Linked DNA regions of Mus musculus: all the other regions are linked to region 2. The links are chromatin contacts, called in public Hi-C and HiChIP or PLAC-seq maps. All regions are on one chromosome and are shown on one strand. Each heading gives the region's core, a stretch centred on a gene start, on an enhancer-like site or on the middle of the called end of the contact. The rest is flanking DNA. Distances are from core to core; before and after follow the strand shown. Region 1 has its middle 97 kb from the start of Aard. Region 2 holds the start of Rad21 (RAD21 cohesin complex component). Region 3 has its middle 110 kb from the start of Aard.

Evidence for each region. A called contact is a pair of places that touch in the nucleus more often than the background predicts. HiChIP or PLAC-seq counts read pairs in DNA pulled down with a chosen protein or histone mark.
Region 1: a Hi-C map of the G1E-ER4 cell line shows a contact between it and region 2, with 2.0 times the contacts expected there. The contact joins the enhancer-like site here to the promoter of Rad21 in region 2. A contact is called at or near these places in 3 of 39 promoter capture datasets (the HPC-7 cell line, cranial neural crest and liver), 1 of 15 datasets of contacts at CTCF or cohesin (the NIH/3T3 cell line), 7 of 484 Hi-C or Micro-C datasets (the G1E-ER4 cell line, the Patski cell line, embryonic heart and 4 more), 6 of 115 datasets of contacts at active chromatin or transcription factors (the SCID.adh cell line, embryonic stem cells, epiblast stem cells and 1 more) and 1 of 9 other capture datasets (pancreatic islet).
Region 3: an H3K27ac HiChIP or PLAC-seq map of trophoblast stem cells shows a contact between it and region 2, with 4 times the contacts expected there. The contact joins the enhancer-like site here to the promoter of Rad21 in region 2. A contact is called at or near these places in 9 of 39 promoter capture datasets (the HPC-7 cell line, cranial neural crest, embryonic stem cells and 4 more), 20 of 484 Hi-C or Micro-C datasets (the G1E-ER4 cell line, the Patski cell line, Sertoli cells and 12 more), 17 of 115 datasets of contacts at active chromatin or transcription factors (the SCID.adh cell line, astrocytes, a beta-TC-6 cell line and 6 more) and 2 of 9 other capture datasets (embryonic stem cells and pancreatic islet).

The regions. Positions count from the first base shown.
Region 1 is chr15:52,135,448-52,138,727 of GRCm38.p6, reverse strand. No RefSeq gene overlaps it. Among named protein-coding and RNA genes, the nearest start is that of Aard, 97 kb to the right of the region's middle. Within about 2 kb of position 1,662, at least 1 of the 459 cell types and tissues checked has an H3K27ac peak or open chromatin away from gene starts, as enhancers often do. A contact at or near this core is called in the G1E-ER4 cell line, where this site is marked.
Region 2 is chr15:51,990,140-51,993,410 of GRCm38.p6, reverse strand. It overlaps Rad21 (RAD21 cohesin complex component), which reads left to right and starts at 1,651. Exons shown (of 14, transcript NM_009009.4): 1 at 1,651-1,864. It overlaps Gm52217, which reads right to left and starts at 2,436. Exons shown (of 2, transcript XM_030248881.1): 1 at 1,622-2,436. The coding sequence starts at 2,342.
Region 3 is chr15:52,152,091-52,155,180 of GRCm38.p6, reverse strand. No RefSeq gene overlaps it. Among named protein-coding and RNA genes, the nearest start is that of Aard, 110 kb to the right of the region's middle. Within about 2 kb of position 1,545, at least 3 of the 459 cell types and tissues checked have an H3K27ac peak or open chromatin away from gene starts, as enhancers often do. A contact at or near this core is called in trophoblast stem cells, where this site is marked.

The DNA.
Region 1 (3,280 bases), core at 413-2,912, 150 kb before region 2:
ATAAAATATATGGAACTTAATTATAACTGAAGCCCACAAATGTCAGCCAGGAGATTACAATCAGCAAGATTCACTGAGTGAGCACTTCGTGCTCTGCTGTGAGGGTACACACTTCTCATATCTCCCATCACCTGCATCTCCCTCCTGCCCTGCCTTCATAACTCGGAAGCGCAACTCCAGTGCTATGAGCTGAAGTGCGCCATAGTCCTGAGGAGATGAGGAATACAGTCTAACGAGCTCTTTCATAGAAACAGGCAACTGCAGATGGCCAGGTGTTCTCTCTGTAGTCTCAATTCTGAGGCCATTCTTCCATTGTCTCTTCCCAAGAAGAGCGTCCCTCGGGTTGGCAGCACAGAAGCATCTACCACTGAAATAAGATTAGCTGCAAAGACACCAGAAGGTCAGGCAGATGTAGAGTGGTACTACTGCCATATTAGAAGTAATCATAAGAGTTGGGGGCTCCTCAGGAAAAAGCAGATTATGTGCCTAGGGATACAACACCAGCCAACCCTGTATCATAGAAAAGCATGGGCCAGAGGAATGTTAATGGAACCAGATATTTGGGCTTCTGCTGCCTGTTCTTTGGCTGGCTGGAGAAGAGGAGCAGTTCATTCATTCATTCATTCATTCATTCACTCAAAACACATTTTGTAACATGTTTAGCTCTGCAAAAAAAAAATCATCTACCCAATATGTAGACAGGAAACATTAATCATTTGACAAACTCATTAATAAAAGTCTGTGTTCATAATTCTAAGAATAACTTTGAAAATGCTAATTACTAGAACCAGTTTGGAAGGCACACAATGTGCACAAATCCTGAGAAAAGTTTTAGAGTTTTTTTATTTTTTGGTTTGGTTGGGTTTGGTTTTTTTTTTTTTAAAGGTTAATTTTGTTTAACCCAACCATGTCCCCAGCTAATTGGCTAATGAACCCCTTTCTCCTTTTAAACGAAGCCTGATAAAAACCTGTGTAACTAGAGTCTCAAAAGCACACTGCAGTAAAAGCCACAACCCTGTAGCTTATTGTTCCTAAGATCGCATTTTAAACTATGAATTTCCGGTCTTTATAGTTTTTCTGACAAATTCCTTTCCTAAGAATTAAAATTGCTATTAATTTCTGTGTGCTTCCCAGAATGGTAACGTTCTTAAGTCCCTGTAACTGCACATTAGTGTAGTAGTAACACACATAGGCACATATGTATGTATGTATGTATGATGAATGAATGTATATATGTGTATGTTATACTCAGTCATTAATGAGAAGTTGTCAAATTTCAAGAAGCTCCATAATAATGTATGATGTGACATTTTGCTCCTATCCATGCAATTATTTTATATTACCCTAATTTTATGATTTGCAATTTCATGAAGTATTTATTACTTAGCATATATTATTCTTTGTTGTATATCACTATATTCACTTTTTACTGGAGGACATAGACTACCAAAATGATCTTGTTTTATTTATAGGGAAGTATAGGACTAATTTATGAGACATTTAGAAAATATTTCTGCTCCCCAATAGTTAGAAGCTAAGTTACAGAAATTAGCTCTAAATAAGCTCTTTTCAGTTCACCAGAACCCTTCCTCCTAGGACTGCCCTCTTGCACAAAGACGACTAACAATTGTCTTCAATCACCTTGTACGTGGTACTAGTCTTACTGCCTGGCCTTTGTAAGTGACTGAAACCTTAGCCTGCTGGACAAAACCTGAAAGTGTGTGTGTGCCCACATCTCAAGCAGCTGGACCCACTTCCTGGGCCTTATCTGCTGTGTTCTGCCCAGCTGTGTCCTTAACATTTCAACCATACTAACTGCAGTTCTTCAAGCGAGTCTTCTCACTCAGTATCTTAGTTTATGGTGCTCTCTGTGTCTAAAATAGTCTTCTAACACTTTATCCCAGCAAACAACTGTACATACTTCATCATGTTTTTTAATCTTTTAGTTAACGGAACACACTTTGTACCAGCTCCCTGTGCAGAATGATAAGATTATTGTTATGTCTAATTTTGGTCCCAAGCTCATGGAAGAGAAAAAAAATGAAATACAAACAGTAAACAGATAGTGCAACCACCCTGTGATCATTAACATTGGTATTCAACTTGTCCGTATCTGAAGTCACCTAAAAGACAAGCCTATGGGCACACTTGTGAGGGACTTTCAAGATAGAATCAATCTCTGGACATGCCATGAGTTATTGTCTTGAGTAGGTCAACTGAGCTTGGGAGACCCCCTCTGAATGTAGGCAACACCATTCCTGTGGCCCGGATCCCCAGCTGAATAAAAAGGAGAAATGATCTTCATCTGTCGCTCTTCTTTACTATGAATACAGGGTGAGCAGCTGTCCTGAGTTCCTGCTGCTCCTGACTTAACTATCATGATAGAGCATGACCTGGAATCGTGAGCCAAGCAAACACGTCCTTCCCTAAGCTCCTTCTTCAGGTTATTTTATTGGAGCAAGCAGGAAAGGAACAGAAATGCATCCTTTCATGCAAACATGTGCCTGAAGTCATCGAGGAATGAAAACAGCATTTAGTGTCCTCTTGTGATTAAATGTTGGCAGAAATCAGCAAAGAAAATGGGAAAGACATATACAACCACCAAACCCAGACACTAGTGCATATGCCAGCAAGATTTTGCTGACAGGACCCTGATATAGCTGTCTCTTGTGAGGCTATGCCAGTGCCTGGCAAACACAGAAGTGGATGTTCACAGTCATCTATTTGGGTGGAACACAGGGCCCCTAATGAAGGAGCTAGAGAAAGTACCCAAGGAGCTAAAGGGGTCTGCAACCCTATAGGAGGATCAACAATATGAACTAACCAGTACCCCCACCCCCAGAACTATGTCTCTAGTTGCATATGTAGCACAGGATGGCCTAGTAGGCCAGCAATGGGAGGAGAGGCCCTTGGTCTTTCGAAGATCATATGCCACAGTTCAGGGGAATGCCAGGGCCAGGAAATGGGAGTGGGTGGGTTGGGGAGGGTATAGGGGACTTTCGGATAGCATTTGAAATGTAAATGAAGGAAATATCTAATAAAAAATCTAAAATAAAAAAATTGGGAAAGAGGATCTGGACCCATACAGCTCCTTAAACAATGTGGGCTCCCTGCAAGAGAATAGAGCAGAGGATGGATACGGAATGTATTCAAAGCCAGTGGCTGCTTCATTTTCATATGAAATGAAAACAAAATTACTACCAGAAAAAAATATATATGTTAGTCTAAAAAATAAACCCATGGAACTTTGAGCATTAGTCCTTAAATAAATTAAGCAATT
Region 2 (3,271 bases), core at 402-2,901:
GGTGGGTGTAACTATGAATTAAACTTAAATGTAACACACACACACACACACACACCCCGAGGGATTATTTTCACTCATTTAATTCATACATATTGTATTGTGTTGGTATTTGAAATACGGACTGTTATCCCTAACTTCTTTGCTTCTCTATGTCTGTGCCTGATTATATTTTACTACATATCTTATCCTTAAATGACATTTCTTATCAAAATCCAGATAAACAGCAAAATCATTATCAGTGTTTTATCAGTGTTTTAAACCCATTTCCTTCTGCTTAGTCCAAGACCTTAAGGCATTTTACTTGGGGAGTTTTCTTTATTAAACAAATGCTTTTTTTTTTTAAACAAATGCTTTATACCTTATTTTTTTCATTTACTGTAAAAGCTTTAAAGTTATGCCAAAACACATTGTGATATTCCCAAAAATCTTGTCAATCCTCTTACTCTAAGCTTCCTACTTACTCTAGTGTTTTTGACATATATAATCCTTTTTCAAGAGTTGATCAGTTCCGAGGAACAGCTCTGCAAAACTGTGTGCAGTTCTAAACCAAAATCTGCTACTGTATGTTTTATAATCCTCCTACCGTTTTCCTCTCTCAAATGTGTTGTGTGTTATCATGAGACAGACAAGCAGAACAGAACTGCTTTATAAAAAGGCTTTAGAGAATGACAGCAAGCAGTTTCTCGGTCAGTTATTAAGTCAAATCATAAAAGTCATTACTACGTAGCCAAAAAAAGGAAAGTGGATTATTTTCCAATGAATAGAGGTGAAATCTGTTAATTAAATCTGTCCTGTCAAAGGTTTGTTAAGCAAACTGCCTAAAGTTGACACACGCACCTTCAGCAGGTGTTTCCAAACTGTCAGTAGCTAACTCCCACAGTAAGAAATTTACTGATGAACCATAAGCAAGCATCTGCTTCAAAGAATCAAATGTTGTTTTGTTGGTTTTTGTTATTGTTGTTTTGGTTTGAGATAGGGCTCCTCTGTGTAGTATTGGCTGTCCTGGACCTTGTGACCAAGCTGGTCTTGAACTCACAGAGATGCACCTGCCTCTGCCTTCCGAGTGCTGAGGTTAAAGGCGTGTACCACCACCGCCAGAGAATCAAATGTTGTTAAAGGGAACTTTCAAGAACATATATGAGACTCCATGAATGGGAGACCAAAGTTAGTTTAGGAACTGCGTGTAAAAGGAATCTACTCTCAAAAAATTTCTCCCAGGGCCTCGGTAGCATGCTTTTTGCTGCAAACCTAATATAAGCACAGGTTGGCCGAACCAATTAGGCCTTACTTTTCCAGCAGCTAGCTTAAGATTTTTGTTTCCTTCGTCGCTGTACAAGGTCATTAAAATAATTTTTATTTTTGCCGGGCGCAAAGAAAACTGGCCAACAGCAAAGACCTGCTTTAACTCGAGTTCAAGTTAAACCCCAATTAGTTACACGGTGTTGCGCAGGCGCTGCATTTGCCAACTCTGACGCTCCGCAAACCTCTTCAAGGAACCCTTTGCGCCTGCTCCGTGGCCAATAGGTGGCTGGTCCAGAGACAAGGAAGTGGTCAGCGCGCCTGCGCCGCCCCTTCTGTGGGTGGGGGGCGGCTCCGGCGGGTTGCGCAGGCGCACACGTACCTTTTTGACCGTAAACATCCTGCCGATTTGAACCGAGGATTTGGGCGGCCGGAAGAGCCGCGCCGTAACGGCCGCCATCTTGTTTGTTTGAGTGAATCGGAAAAGGAGGCGGCGGCCGTGGCGGTGGCGGGAGCAGCTCCGAGGCTACACCGCACAAGGGCTCCCCCTCTCCCCGCCCCCTCCCCTGACCCTTCCCCCCCTCCCCGGGCCACCCACCCCTCCCGGCTCCCCGCCGAGATCCAGGTAAGCGATCGGGCCGACCCCTCCTCGGGCTCTGGCTCCCTCCCCGGTGCTCTGCCCCGCCGGGTTGCTCCCGGGGCGCGGGCTCCGCGGCCCGCAGTTGCGGTGCGAGGCGGCCGGCGTTGCGGCCCCCGAGTGCTGCCAGCTCCCGGGCAGCGCCCGGCGACCCCGCGCTCTCCGGGCCCCCTACGTCCCGGGGCCGCCCTCGCCTGGGGGGGTTCCTCGCTGCCCCGGGGCCGTGCACCGCGCCTGCTGACTTCCTAATGGTTCCGCCGCAGTCCAGGGCCCACAAAAGCGACCCTCGGCCGCGCGGAGGTGGGACAGCGGGATCCCGGGGCTGACGGGGAGAGAAGGGGAGGTTTGAACGAGCCCGCTCTCGGAGCTGGCCGCCCCCTCGGGGGGGAAGATGGCTGTCTGCAAAGACGCGGGACTCAGGGCGGGAGCCGTCAGGGAGACTCCTGGGCGGGCGGGCGCGGTGCATCGGGTGTGGAGTCCGGGGTCCGGGTCGCGCCAGGCGTGTGCTGGCCGCAGGGATCGTGGACTCACTCGCCTGTTCTTCTGTCTCCCTCAACCGGATTTCTCTATAATGTATATATTTGTGTGTTGGGCATCTCAGAAATTGGACCGGCTGTTTTAAAACACGATCGAATAACATTGCTTCCAAGAACATGAGTGTAGCTGGTATTCCCCTTAACTTTTCTAAACTTTTTTTTTTTTTTTAATTTCTTTAATGGCTAAGGATCGAGTGTTGTAGAGACGTTCCGAGGCTGGGTGCCTTTTTCGTGGCACAGAAAGGCTTTGAGTAGGCTCTGCCAGGATAGTGTAAGGTGACACTGTCGAGGTGTTCAACTAGACCAAGCGGCCTTCTTCAAATTTAAGAGGGAAACGCTGTGGACGTTTTCTTCGTGCTCTCTGATTTGTTAAGCTGTCTTCAGCGTTCCAAAACGCGTTGGTGTTTGAATGGCTTATGGAAGTGGCTTCTGTACTTCGGCTTCTCTTTACAAAGGAAAGTTAATATTTGCTCTCCTTAAACTGTATTGGAAGAGCTTCGGCGTCGTCCCGTCCCGTGCCCACCACCCCCACCAAGGGTGCAAAATCCTATTAAAAATCAAATGCCAGTGAACTGAAAGGCTGCAGGGTTTTGGAACAGACTGAAGTCGCTTTCTTAAATTGTAAATACCTTTAAGGTTGGAGGCAACTTTCTTTAAGAAGGTATTGGTGAAGGTGTGTGCCTTGTCCAGTGTTTGAATTATCTTAGAGTTTGTATAACCAAAGTTACAGAGTTGTTTAAGGAGTGGACACGGTGCTTTTTGTATTATGCACAGTAAATTGGGAATTTCTTTTCAGACTTAGCAAAACATGCAGATTCTGAGAGAGTTATACTTGGGTAGTTGGGAAAACTTAATTCTT
Region 3 (3,090 bases), core at 296-2,795, 160 kb before region 2:
TTCCTGAACTTAAATGCCATGCTATTGTCAAAAAAAATGTGTCTTCTCTCATAAGAGGAGTTTAAAAGCATGAGAAATAAAACTCAATGTAAGATATAAAACATCTAATTCTATCTATAGATCACTGGGTCTAGTGCACAGTAGGTGTGCATAACTATCTCAATAATAAAAAATACAAATCTTCATGAATTCTTTGAGTTCTAGGTCAGAGGCCATATTCTTTTCCCATTCATTTCTACTACAGGTCTGCCATGTCTCTCCCATGTTTGCACTCAATGTGTGATACCTCATTCAAGGCTGCCCTCACATATAACTCCATCAACAACCCGCTGAAGTGTCCTCAAAGCAAGGAAGGATTTCTGGTGCTTTCTCAGAGATACATCCTTTGGAACCACCAAGACAAAAGGTTAGATAAACACCTCTGAAGTGGGCACTGTCTTTATGCCCTGTTATCTTTGTAAGGTCATCTTCCTGGCTTCCTGATCACAGTGAAAAACACAGGAAGCACAGAAACAAGCAAACAATCAAAAACCCTAAGGTCAGTTTGACCAGAGTTGCCAAAAGAGCAGCACACCGAGTAATCCCAGGGGTGACTGATGAGAGAACCACGCCACTCCATCTCTTTCTAGCGCAATTTTACTATCTATTGGAATTTTTAACTCAAACCCCTTTTAATGCATCTATGAATACTTCAAATATTTTTTTCTCTGAGCACCCATGTGTACAGTGATCTATGGACAAAGATGTTCATTTCAGCGTTGTTTGTAGTAAAATATTGAAAGCAAATGTGCCTTGGGGCAGGGATAGTGTGTCCCAGAAGCTTCAACCAATAAGATTATGCAAAAGGAGGAGGACGAGGAGGAGGAGGAGGAGGAAGAGGAGGAAGAGGAGGATGAGGAGGAGGAAGAGGAGGAAGAGGACAACAGGCTGGCTGGCAAGATGTCCCAGTGGGTAAAGGTACTTGCCACAAATCCTGAAGACCTTAGTCCCATCCCCAGGCCCCCACATAGAGGAAGGACAGAACCAATTCCTGAAACCTGTCCTCTGACCCTCACAGGTCACAAGCTTTCCTCATGGCACAATGTCTCCCTCCCACAGGCCTCCAGCCCCCGCAAATACATAAATAATATATAGAGGGAAATCACTTCCAAGACTACTGCAAGCTACACTGATATGAAATCAAGTCTTAAAGGAATGGGCATCATTGATGGATTCAAAGATAACACACACACACACACACACACACACACACACACACACACACACACACACAGAGGCATCATACAAGAATATAATATGCCAGAATCTGTTGGTTCTGGGGAAGGAAAATTTAGGTACTAAAATAAAGCCTTGTGCAAACTTCCCTGGATCATTTGCATCCTTTTTACTATGTATGCATATTAGTTTTGAAAAAAAAAAGGCTTTATGAAATTAACGTTTAGAGAATAGACTTTGTATCTTTGGGTGGCTGAAAGGTGCCATATTGGGCTGAAAAGCTCCAGAAACACTCACTCCATCCTCTGCTTCCCAGGACTCTGCCTCTGGGTGGCAGTCTAGCTCTTCCGCTGTGTCACCCCAGTCAATGCTCAGCTGGGATTTCCTCTGGAGGTCTCCAACTTCACCTTTCCCACTCTACAATGAACTCCCATTATTAAGGAGCAATTTCCTCCGAAGGAACGTTAGGTCTGTTCTATTTAATCCACTTGATCTTTATCTTTTCCGGATTTCTCTTTCTTTTACACTCTCTCCAAAGCAATTTTGTCTAAGTTACCTAAGTGGTGTTTTCCCCTTACTAGCTGGATGCGTGGTCAGTGTCCAGAGTCGCCCTATGGTGAAGCAATCACATTTAGATGCCTTCATACATGAGCCTTGTTTTCTCATTATTTTGAGTGATATTCTCATCTTATTCCTTTCTTGGGCCCTGAACTTACAGTTCTACATTCTTTCCTATCCAAACTACGGTGGGAATTTTTTTTCTCCATAGAACACTTTCCATCCAAGAAATTGTTCGTGGAATCCCTAAGGAGTCCAGGCTGGCTTCACTGGCTCAGAAATTGATGGATGGATTTTGGATGGAATGGACCAACTCATCGGCTCAGTCTTACCACCCACTGCTCACTTGCCCTGCTACTCTCTCGAGTCTCCCTCCAACCTATTTTAGTCTCACTACAGAGTGCCTAAGGCTATGCAGTTACCCTGAAAATACCTAGGATAGACTGAGGAAAGCTATTAGCAAGGGGCTCTTCAGCTCAAGTCAATATTTGCAGAGACAACAGTGTTATGGTGAGATGGGAATGCTCTGCCCTGGGCTTCAGCTCTCCTCTCAACTGCTGGGAATACTTAAACCATGCTCTGCAGCAGCCTTCCAGAAAAACCAGATCACATTGGTTAAAAGGCAGAGAAACAGATTTCTGTCCTTCAAAACATTATTACATTTTTTAAACAAGTGGGAGTATGATAGATACTTTAATTTTTATGGCACCAAGAAAAAATGTTATAAAAATTTATGCCAATAAAGCTCGTTTTTTAACATGAAAAAAATTAAATAATACATTAGAAAATTTTGTTATTCTCAATCTATGCTCTCTCATTTCCTTCCTTCTTCTCCCTCTCTTTTCTCTCTCTGGACACAGGCAGGACTAAGATAGTCATAGAGCCCTATTCCTTTGATGTACAGTGTCAGTCTGAGGTAGAAATTTATCCCACATAGGCACATATTCCAGCTTTGCTACAAACTCATCAGTGCTATGTAACCAACTGAGCCTGAGTTTCTCTCTGGTGGCCCTCACCTAAAATCCATGAGCATCACTGTGGAGCAGGCACAAACATGGGATCTGCAACTAGACGCTATGAGTTCAGATCCAAGATCTTCTAGATGTGCGAGATGAGTTTCCCATTGGTGGTACAGAAAATACAAGTACCTTCTTAGTACCATATAAGTCACGTTTAAAATCTCAACTCATAAGAGCAGTATTTACAAAAATTTAAGGTATACCAAAAACAGGTTAAAGAGAAATGTCGAGCATGCCAGTGACTGGTGTCTCCATCTCAAGTCCTCCTACCCTCTGTGATGCATATTTTTATTACTGT